2 separate regions of the Mus musculus genome follow, and region 1 is linked to region 2. A link is a contact called in public HiChIP or PLAC-seq data. All regions are on one chromosome and are shown on one strand. The core of a region is the stretch at or near the end of the contact, and the rest is flanking DNA. Distances in the headings are between cores, read along the strand shown.

What was found. HiChIP or PLAC-seq counts read pairs in DNA pulled down with a chosen protein or histone mark.
Region 1: a FOXA1 HiChIP or PLAC-seq map of pancreatic cancer cells shows a contact between it and region 2. The contact joins the enhancer-like site here to the promoter of Mcrip1 in region 2. A contact is called at or near these places in 10 of 39 promoter capture datasets (3T3-L1-derived adipocytes, the C10 cell line, the SN4741 cell line and 5 more), 7 of 115 datasets of contacts at active chromatin or transcription factors (the SCID.adh cell line, embryonic stem cells, microglia and 4 more) and 3 of 9 other capture datasets (adipose tissue, liver and pancreatic islet).

What each region holds. Positions count from the first base shown.
Region 1 is chr11:120,694,775-120,699,374 of GRCm38.p6, forward strand. All of the region lies in intron 7 of Aspscr1 (alveolar soft part sarcoma chromosome region, candidate 1 (human)), which reads left to right. Among named protein-coding and RNA genes, the nearest start is that of Cenpx, 17 kb to the right of the region's middle. Within about 2 kb of position 3,102, at least 104 of the 459 cell types and tissues checked have an H3K27ac peak or open chromatin away from gene starts, as enhancers often do. A contact at or near this core is called in the SN4741 cell line, adipose tissue and pancreatic cancer cells, where this site is marked.
Region 2 is chr11:120,547,334-120,551,593 of GRCm38.p6, forward strand. It overlaps Mcrip1 (MAPK regulated corepressor interacting protein 1), which reads right to left and starts at 2,394. Exons shown (of 5, transcript NM_001033231.4): 1 at 2,324-2,394. It overlaps Ppp1r27 (protein phosphatase 1, regulatory subunit 27), which reads right to left and starts at 3,799. Exons shown (of 3, transcript NM_026814.3): 1 at 3,531-3,799; 2 at 3,279-3,429; 3 at 2,642-2,996. The coding sequence starts at 3,720. The coding sequence ends at 2,873.

The DNA.
Region 1 (4,600 bases), core at 1,852-4,351, 150 kb after region 2:
GTGCTGGTCCCATCTAGACACCTCTGCTTAGGGCTCTCACTCCTGCCCCTGTCTTCACACCTGAGGGGGAGGCTGGTTACCTGTGTCCATGGCGGGTGAGTGGTCGCTCTTGTGTACCTCTTTAGTGCCTTGATTATCTATTTGCTCGTGGCCCTGAACCACAGAACTGTCCTTGTGGAGCATCCTGGGATAGAGAAGGTAGAAGTGCCTGCCGTCTCCTTTATCCTCACTGATTCCTGCCCTGTGATGTTTGGCTAGATCCACGTGGTTAGGGGTAGCCGGTTCCAGAACCTTGGCCATGTCTGTTTTAGGGGCAGGGCAACTGTGTCTTTCTCTTATGTTGAAGGTGCCAGTTCTCAGCCTCTCACTCCCTCCATGCCAACTCAAATTCCATTTCCTGGACTGTATATGGGGGTGCAGCAGTCAGAGCAGCCGGTCTGGTCAGCTTGCCAGGCAAGCAGTCACTGTCCCAGTGTCGGGATCCCAGCATAGCCCTAAGCACTGAACACAGGGCCCCCAGCCAGCCAGCTTGTTCCATGGAGGGTGTGCATGCACTGTTATGCTCCTCCAGCCTTTGATCTGGGAGCCTGGGCAGCTGATTGATTGTGGAGCGTGTGTCGTGTCCCCCTCCCTCCCCCCCTGTGCTTCTTGTCACCAGCAGCCCCACACCCAGAGGGCTGGCTGGCCACATGCATCTGCTTTGTGTCCCTACTCAGTCTTGGGGGGAGGGGGATGGGAACAAAACAGAACTTTTTTGGGGAACTTCAAAGGTACACTTTAGTAATCAAAAAGAGTTTCCAAGTTTCCCATTAATGTTTTGCCTGTGTGTGGTTTTTGGATTTAAATAAAGACTCAGAAGAAAGAGACAGGATAAAATACAGGCAGGTCCTCGCTGAGGCCCGGGATGGTTCACAGAGCCTGGCGGTTCCTGCCTTTGATGTCAGACATTAATTATTAGAAGGTAGTTTTACTGGCGATCAGAACCGGGCTCTGGGAGAGGCTGGGGCTGCCCGGCGCCCCCTGGCCATGTCCTTTGAAGTCCCTCCACAGCCCAGGAGGCCGGCTTGTAGCTCTAGTTCACTTGCAGGCTGACATAGTGAGTGCGCGCGCACACACACACCATGCCTGTAGCCTTTCCAGCAGCTGGCACAGGGGCCAGCCCTGATCAAAGGCCCTGGTCCTCCTGGGCAGGTCTGGCTGCCCCTGGCCAGTTTGCTCCTCCCCCTCGGGATTTCCTTCTTGTCTGCCTCTCATACCTGCTCACAAAGACTGGCCCTCACCCTCTGCACCCTGGGTTGGTGACTGGTTAGGACTAATGGGACTGGAAGGGGTCTGTCTTGGGTGTGGCACGAGGTTGTTGTGCCAAACTTAGTGAGTTACCCACCTGGACCACTGAATGTGGAGCAGGGCAGGGCACAGCAGGGTGACAGGTGTCTGTGATGACTGGAGTCTTCTTATGCCCATGGGGATGCTGTGATTCTGTTTGCTCTACTCTGCCCTAGGGGTCTCTGTTTCTGTTATCTTTCTTCAGAGGCTAGCTGTGGGCCTGCTGTGCTTGGGTGTTTATGGATAGCCTCAGGCTCTGAGGACCAAGTTCACTTTTGAGAGCTACAGGCCACTCCTTCATTGGAAAGTCTACTGCGGCTTTGCAGTGGCCAACTGAGTGTCTGGTCTTTTGTTTGTTTTGTTTTAAAGTTTTTTATTTGTATTTATTTGTTCGCTTGCTTGCTTGTTTGCTTGCTTGCTTGCTTGTTTTGGGACTAGGGTCTTACTATGGAGCCTTGGCTGGCCTGGAACTTGCTACGTAGACAAAGCTAGTATCAAACTCACAGAGATCTACTTGTCTCTACCTCCTGAGTGCTGGAATTATAGGCACGTGTTACCATGTTATCTCTATTTTCAATAATATGTATACGTGTATAACTGTGTAGGTATGTGTACATCAGTGCAGTACCCACACATGCCAGAAGAGGGCGTTGGGTCTGTGGAGCTGGGGTTCCAGGAGGTTGTGAGTTCTGGAGAATGCACTTGAGTTTTCTGTAAGAGCAGTGCGTGCTGTGCTCTCCCTCCGAGTTCCTTTCTGGTTGTTTTGGCAGGTGCTGAGGCTTCACTGAGAGACTCCAGGGCCTCCTGCTCATTAGGCAGGTGTTGTAGTGCAAGGACCCCAACTTGTTCCACCTCACCTGGGCTCCCAGTTTGTACTGTGAAAGTGTCCAGTGTTCTGTCCTGTCTTGAATATTTATCCTTTATTGTTTGTTTTGACTTTTAAACTTTTACGTGGCCTTGGTTGGCCTGGAACTTACTATGTAGAGCAGGTCGCCTTGACTCAGAGAGGTCCTCTGCTTTTGCTTCCCGAGTGCTAGGATTACCACTAGACCCAACGTAGAGGTTTATCTTTCCTGAGCACTCAGGAGCAGCTGCCAGCCTGGCCAGGCCCTGCCATCCCATCCCTGGTGTAGCCGTTACGTTTAGGGAGGTGAGAGGTGTGCCTGTGATGCTTCGCAGCAGTGCACCAGATGTTCACGTACCACTGCTGCGGCCGAGGGGTGCCATTGCACTCTATTGGTTTATTTGTTTGTTTGTGTTGTTGTTGTTGTTTTGTTTTTGAGACAGGGTTTCCCTGTATAGCCCTGGCTGTCCTGAAACTCACTCTGTAGACCAGGCTGGCCTCGAACTCAGAAATCCACCTGCCTCTGCCTCCCGAGTTGTTTTTTCTCTAAGAGCGGGGTTTTCCTCATACCTTGGTTGTCCGGAACTTGCTCTATAGACCAGGCTGGCCTCAAACTTAGATATTCACCCGTCTCTGCCTCCAGAGTGCTGGAATTAAAGGTGTGCACCATGCCTGGCTGTGCTCTCTTCTTTTAAAAAAGGCTTTGGTCACTTTTTTGAGAAGGAATAATTTATATCCACAGTAGAGAAGCCAAACAGTGAGGAACAATAGACATGAAAATGGGAACCTGCCTAGGAGTGGGTGTGTTAGTGTGCTGGGGTGGCGCTCCGTGGAGGTAGGTATCTTAGAAAGGAGCAGCGCTGCTCTGAGCTGCCCCAAGCCTGAGTCAGTCTGGCACAACTGTGTCCTGCTGTGCTGTCCAGGGCGTTTGATGGTGTCCATGTGCTCAGGCGCCTCCCCCCCTCCTGCCCTCCCTTCCAAGGGTGGCTGAGCCCTGTGAGTAACAGGAGGTTTGGCCTGCATCCCTCTTGTAGTGATTCATGTAAGCTCAAAGCCTCAGGGGAAACGCTTCACATTCCCCTCACCAAAGCCCTTGTCAGCGCCGCAAGCAAAGGGAGCAGGCGGGTGTCGATGGGGAAGCTGGAAACTCTGAGATTGAGGTCACCTCTGAAGAGTGTTCTCATGTTTTCTTCATCTGTCATCTTGTCCTGGAAAATCACTGTCAAAAGAGGAAACTCAAGCAGGCCCATTTCTGATATGAGTAGGGCAATCCTGCGGCCACAAGGCCCTGCGGGGCTGGCCAGGCCAGGCTTCATGGAGTTCTCTTCCTTCTCTGCTTGGAGTGATTCTTTAACCTCTACTTCCCACTCACCCTGGGGTGGCTCCAGCCTGGAGATTGCTTACAGCGGCGCCCACCTGCCTCGCAGGGGCGCTGTTCTACGTGCCTCCTGTGCCCTAGTTCTCAATTGCCTGGGGTCAGATGTGGTGGAATTTATGGACGTGGGATATGGGAGACTACTGCTTTCTGTCCCGGTCAGCTCTTCCTGGCTGTTTCCTGCTCCCCTTGCCTCTTTTCTGGTCAGAGTGCAAGATCCTCACTGCTAGCCAGGACTCGGAATCTGTTGTGTTCCTAGGTTCCCTGGAGTCAGAGCCCTGTGCAGGCTTTAGTAAGGGCTCTTTCACCCCAGTGTCAGTCCATCACAGCCCCACAGGTAGGGAAGACAGGCCACCCACCTTTACCTGTACACTTTTATGCCAGCTCTTCCTAAGGCACTCTCTCAGTAGTCGCATACCAACTGTCATATGCCCTGACCCTGTAGGCTTATTTTGAGGATTTGGGCCTGACATGCATGGGCCTCCTGGGGAAAGGCTCTTTAAGATGCCCTTCACCCTGAGCCCCTATTCTGACGGAACTGGCTTGTCCTTGGGAGTCTCTTGCCCAGGCTTCTCATTGTGCTTCCTAGGAGCCCTTGAGCTTCGCAGCCTCAGCCCAGTGGCTTAGCCTTTTGTGTCCTCCCACAGCACAGGAGGGTTCTAGGACGTTGTCTTGGGTTCCAACCGTTTTCTGTTGGAGGAATGGCAGGACAGGCTTTTCTCTCCTTCAGGTACCAGTGGTGCTCTGGCTGTCTCTCTGGCTTGTCAGGCTTGACTGTCCCTCACAACTGTTCCTGTGTCTTCTCTTTGTCCTCATGTCTCATCTCCAGATATGAGCTCTGTATCCAGAAACATCTCCATAAGTACCTAGGGTGGGAGTCGTGTGTAAGACTGTCGGGATGGCAGATGGGAGCCAGGCTCTGGCAGAGAGAGCATCCTGAGTAAACAGAGGCAGGCATGGCTGGGGGACAGCTGTGTGGCCTCTGCACTGCTGACTGCCCTGCTGCAGCCCCTCCCTGTCCGGTGGCCCTGGATGGAAGCTGTGAGGGAAGACTG
Region 2 (4,260 bases), core at 1,144-3,643:
TTAGTGAACTCTTAAGACACAGCTAACAATGACAGTACCTTAGATCTGATGACCCTCAGTGACATATCCATGGGCTAGCTGTGGCCCTGCCCATCCCTGCTTCCACTGGCTACACAGCAGACACACACAGTTTCTTGACACATTTCCACCACTTCCAGTGGAAACCAGTTGAGCTGTGCACTGTCATAGAGCTCTTGTTTCGTGTTTCTTGTGTGTCACCAGCTAGTATCCTCAGGCCCCCATAATAGTCAGCAGTAAACTTGACAGTTTCCTGTTCAAAGACTACACTTCCCAGCTTCCTTTGCAGACTATGAAGTCATTTCTGCCTCTACACAGAGCCACATCCCATCTCCCTCTGCAGGCATTTTGGCCCTCTGCACACAGGGATGACGAGTAAACATGGTCCTGCCTAGGGGCAGACCAAGGTTTTCTTCCACCTCACTCTCTCTACAGCTGCCCTTTGAAATCTAACAGATTTTTTTTTAACCTGTCCAGGTGCCCACTTCCCCCCAGGCCAGAGGTCCTCCATCTCCTCTGTGTCCTCCAGACAAGAGTTTGAATATGAATATGAAGTGGCTACCACCAGAGAGTTGCCAGGTCCTCCTGCTTCAATGAAGATTGAAGCATGGCTGTATGAAGCCCATACCTCAAACAAAGGACCTCCAGCTCTTCAGTCAACATGATAATGGACATGACAAAGCCATTCTACATTTTATACATTATCCCAGTTAAAACTAACAACTAACCACTGAGTATATGGTAAATGTGGAATCAGTTAATACTTAAAACGAGGTGGAGACCCAGAAATGTCCAAGGACCAAGAATCACAAAGGCCACAGCAGAGCCTTGGCAAGGGAGGACAGAGGGAATCCCTGTGCTGGGAACTTTATACACTGTTCATGGTCCTATCACAGCAGGCCAGGAAGAAGGCATCTCACAGTCCTATTGCAGAGGATGTCACAGCTGTCACCTGAGAGCTGATCTGAATGACTCCCAGCCCCGACACACTCCAGGGCCTTCAAGGCTGCAGAAACTGGCTAGGGTGCTGGGTGCTCATTATCTCTGAGTTTGCCTCAGCTCCTGTCTGCATCCTACATCAGGTTCCTAAACTCTCTGAAATGCTGCTTCCCAGTGACACCCGTGTGGGTCTGCTCACAGCCCCTCTACTGGGAGAGATCCGGAATGGGTTTATTCTCTATAGAACTCTCCACTTCTATAGGACCCAGGGCTTTGGAAGGCAGGGTAGGGGGACAGATCCAGGACCACATCAACTCTTCTAAATACATCCAATATGCCAGGCACATGATGCTAAATGGTCACACTTTGCTACCCACCACAGTGACAATGCGAGTGGTCCCTCACTACAATCAATGGTGCAATGGCTGGTCACTCTGTTCTTCTGAAACGTCTACTATCCAAATGTTGTTGTTTCCTTCTTTCCTCTTCCCACCCCTTTTAGAAAAAAGGTCTCATGTAGCCCTGGCTAGTCTTACATTTCTGATCCTTCTGATTCCACCACACAAAGAGTTGGCATGACAGGTGTGTGCCACCACTCCCTGCTTCAAATTGTGAGGCTTATAGCGACTGACCAGCCAAGCAGGAGCCACAGTGCTGTGACAGCTCGGGCCTGCTTCCAGATGACAGTGGCAGGTCATCAGACCTAGAACGTGTATCCTATTCTTTCCCGGGACTAGCAAACTATTAGATATTCCCTAAATGGACCCAAACCCAGACTCCTTCTCCTGAAGGACCTGGCTCTCGTTGCACTCCTGTCACATCGCTGTCTAAACGTCCTGGACACTCCCCAGAAATCCACCAGCTGATCTCAACTCACTGGGGGCCTTTGCTTGAGCCTGCCCTGTGTTTGAAACATGGCGTCCAGAGGGAAGACCATTTTATCTCGGACGACCACCCCAGGATCTGGGCTGCTTTTGTCAACAGGGTACGATACTTCCGGCCACCAGCATGTCCAGCTTGCCCACAGACAGGCCCCGGGCTTGCGCAGAGCCACTGCATCAGGACAACTGGGATGTGGGCAGGGCAGGTAGCCGGCAAGGACACCGGCGCGGTTTGGGGAGGCTGGCCTGCGCAGCTCAAAAGCAGGGAGCGCCCTCAGAGGCTGCCCCGGGACCGCGGGCGTCGGTTCCCGGGGAGGTGGGGGGGCGGCCGCCACGTCCGCACTCCGTGGAGACACCGGCCTTGTCTCTCCCCGCTCAGGCCAGGCGACCCAGCGACACCAGGGCGGGGCGGGGCGGGGCGGCCAAGGTCCCACGGAGCCTGCAGCGCCCCGCCCCGCCGTGCCTCCGCGCCGCGCCTTCCTCACCTCGCCCTCCTCGCCGCCGCCGCTGCCGCCGCCGCCGCCGCTTCCAGTGGGCCGGCCGGAAGTGACGCGGCGCGCAGGCGCAAACGGCGCGGGCCACGTGATCGCTGGCGAACGGAGTGCGGCGAGGTCGGAGGCGCGCGAGGTCGTCCCGGAAACACGGGTGGGTGTCGGGGGAAGGGAGGGGTTGCCGGGCATCTCTGAACAAGAACATCGGCGCACCGGCCCCGGACACGCATTTCCCCGGCCCTGCGCTGCCAGCGAGCCCCCGCGTACCTGGCGATGGTTTTGTACTGGACTGCGCTAATCAAGTCATCATCACAGCTTGGGAATTATGTTTATTGAAAAAGTAAAAAGTATCACCATTAAAAAACAAACAAACCTGGAGAAAAAGCCAGGCCAGAGAAATGGGTATAGGGGCAAGAGGGTCGTTCCCCACAAGTCCTAACCAGCCTGGCTGCCTCACTGCACATCCAGTGGGCACTCTAGTCCTTGGGGCAAGGTGCTTGCCACTTCTCCAAGGAGGCGCAAGCCCCAAAGGGCTCTCCTGGCTCAGTCCATGCTGGTTCCTTTGAAGAGTTCCACCAAGTCTTTGAAGTCCGGGTCAATAAGGTCGGAGGGCAGATCGCCATCATCATTGGCTGCATCTCTGTCTGCCCCCAAAGAGATGAGATACCTGAGGTGTGAAGGGCAGGTGGTTAAAGCCTACTCAGCCCACTCCGGGGCCAAAAGGCTAGAATATTGGGGTCACCTGTTTGTTTTTTCCAGGCAGAGTGAGGAGGAAGAAACCTGACCCCTTGGAAGCTGTGGCCAGATTTTCCGGCTTGCTCTAATGTTGCAATCGGGTAGAAACTGCCAGAATCCCTGAGTTGATGCCTACATCCTCAGAGCCATATTTTGGGGGGGTCCACCTGGAGAGATTAGGATGAAACCTCTGAACCACATTCCATAGTCTCACCTGGCTATGTCAGGGTACCCATCACTGCAAGCGATGTGCAGTGGTGTCCAGCCTGTCTCATCCCGCTGGTGAATGTCAGCCCCGTATTTGACTAGCAACTTCACACACTCTAGGTTTCCAGAGAGCACAGCTTCATGCAGAGCAGCCAGTCCTGGGCAGGGTGGGAACACAGGGTCAAAGCTGTAACCCTCAGAAGAGGATCTCCCCTGCCTCCTTATGGACAGAAGGCCAGACTCTCAGTTATCTACTCACCTGAGGGATGGATAGTGTCTAGGGAGACTTTCCGAGCCCGGATAAAGCGTCCCACCTGCTCCAGGTCGCCTTGTCGAATGTGGTCCAAGAAGAGAACATCGTTAGGGAAGCGCACGCTCCGATCGGCCAACATCCGCCGCCTCCGCTGTCGGGGGCTGTAGCGAGCATAGCGGACCGTTCGGCTGGGCATCCTGGGATTGAGGTGGGCTATCTCTGTGGGTATGAGTGAGAAAGTGTCCCTACCAGACCAGATCTGTGTAAGCTCTCCTGCTCGACAGAACCTCGATTCCAGCTTATAAAGGGCTTGCGAGGCTATATAAAGCCACGCAGTCATGCTTGCAGACGCGAGGGGCTGAAACTGAGCTGCTCCGCGCTCCCTGAGCACAGGATCATGTTTAGTGGCTCATCTTTCAGCACACCTGTCACTATGTCCGGCCAAAGGGGTCAGATCCTTCCTGGCTACTACTCCCTCTCCGCAGCTGGACCTAGAAGGTGCCTTATAGAGGACAGAAGGACTAGGAGAGAGTCCATGAAGAAAGCTGTGGATGTGAGCTCAAGGGCATCAAGAGGGTCTAAGCTTAAAGGATGATGGATCACCTGTCTACCTACTGGGAGCTGAGCTCCCTCCCCATCTGAAGAGCACCAATCCATTGTCATTTAGGAGGTCACAGCCCTGTCCATTTCCCAATGTGTCACTCTCACCTCTCCAAGAGTAGATTCCCAAAACTGC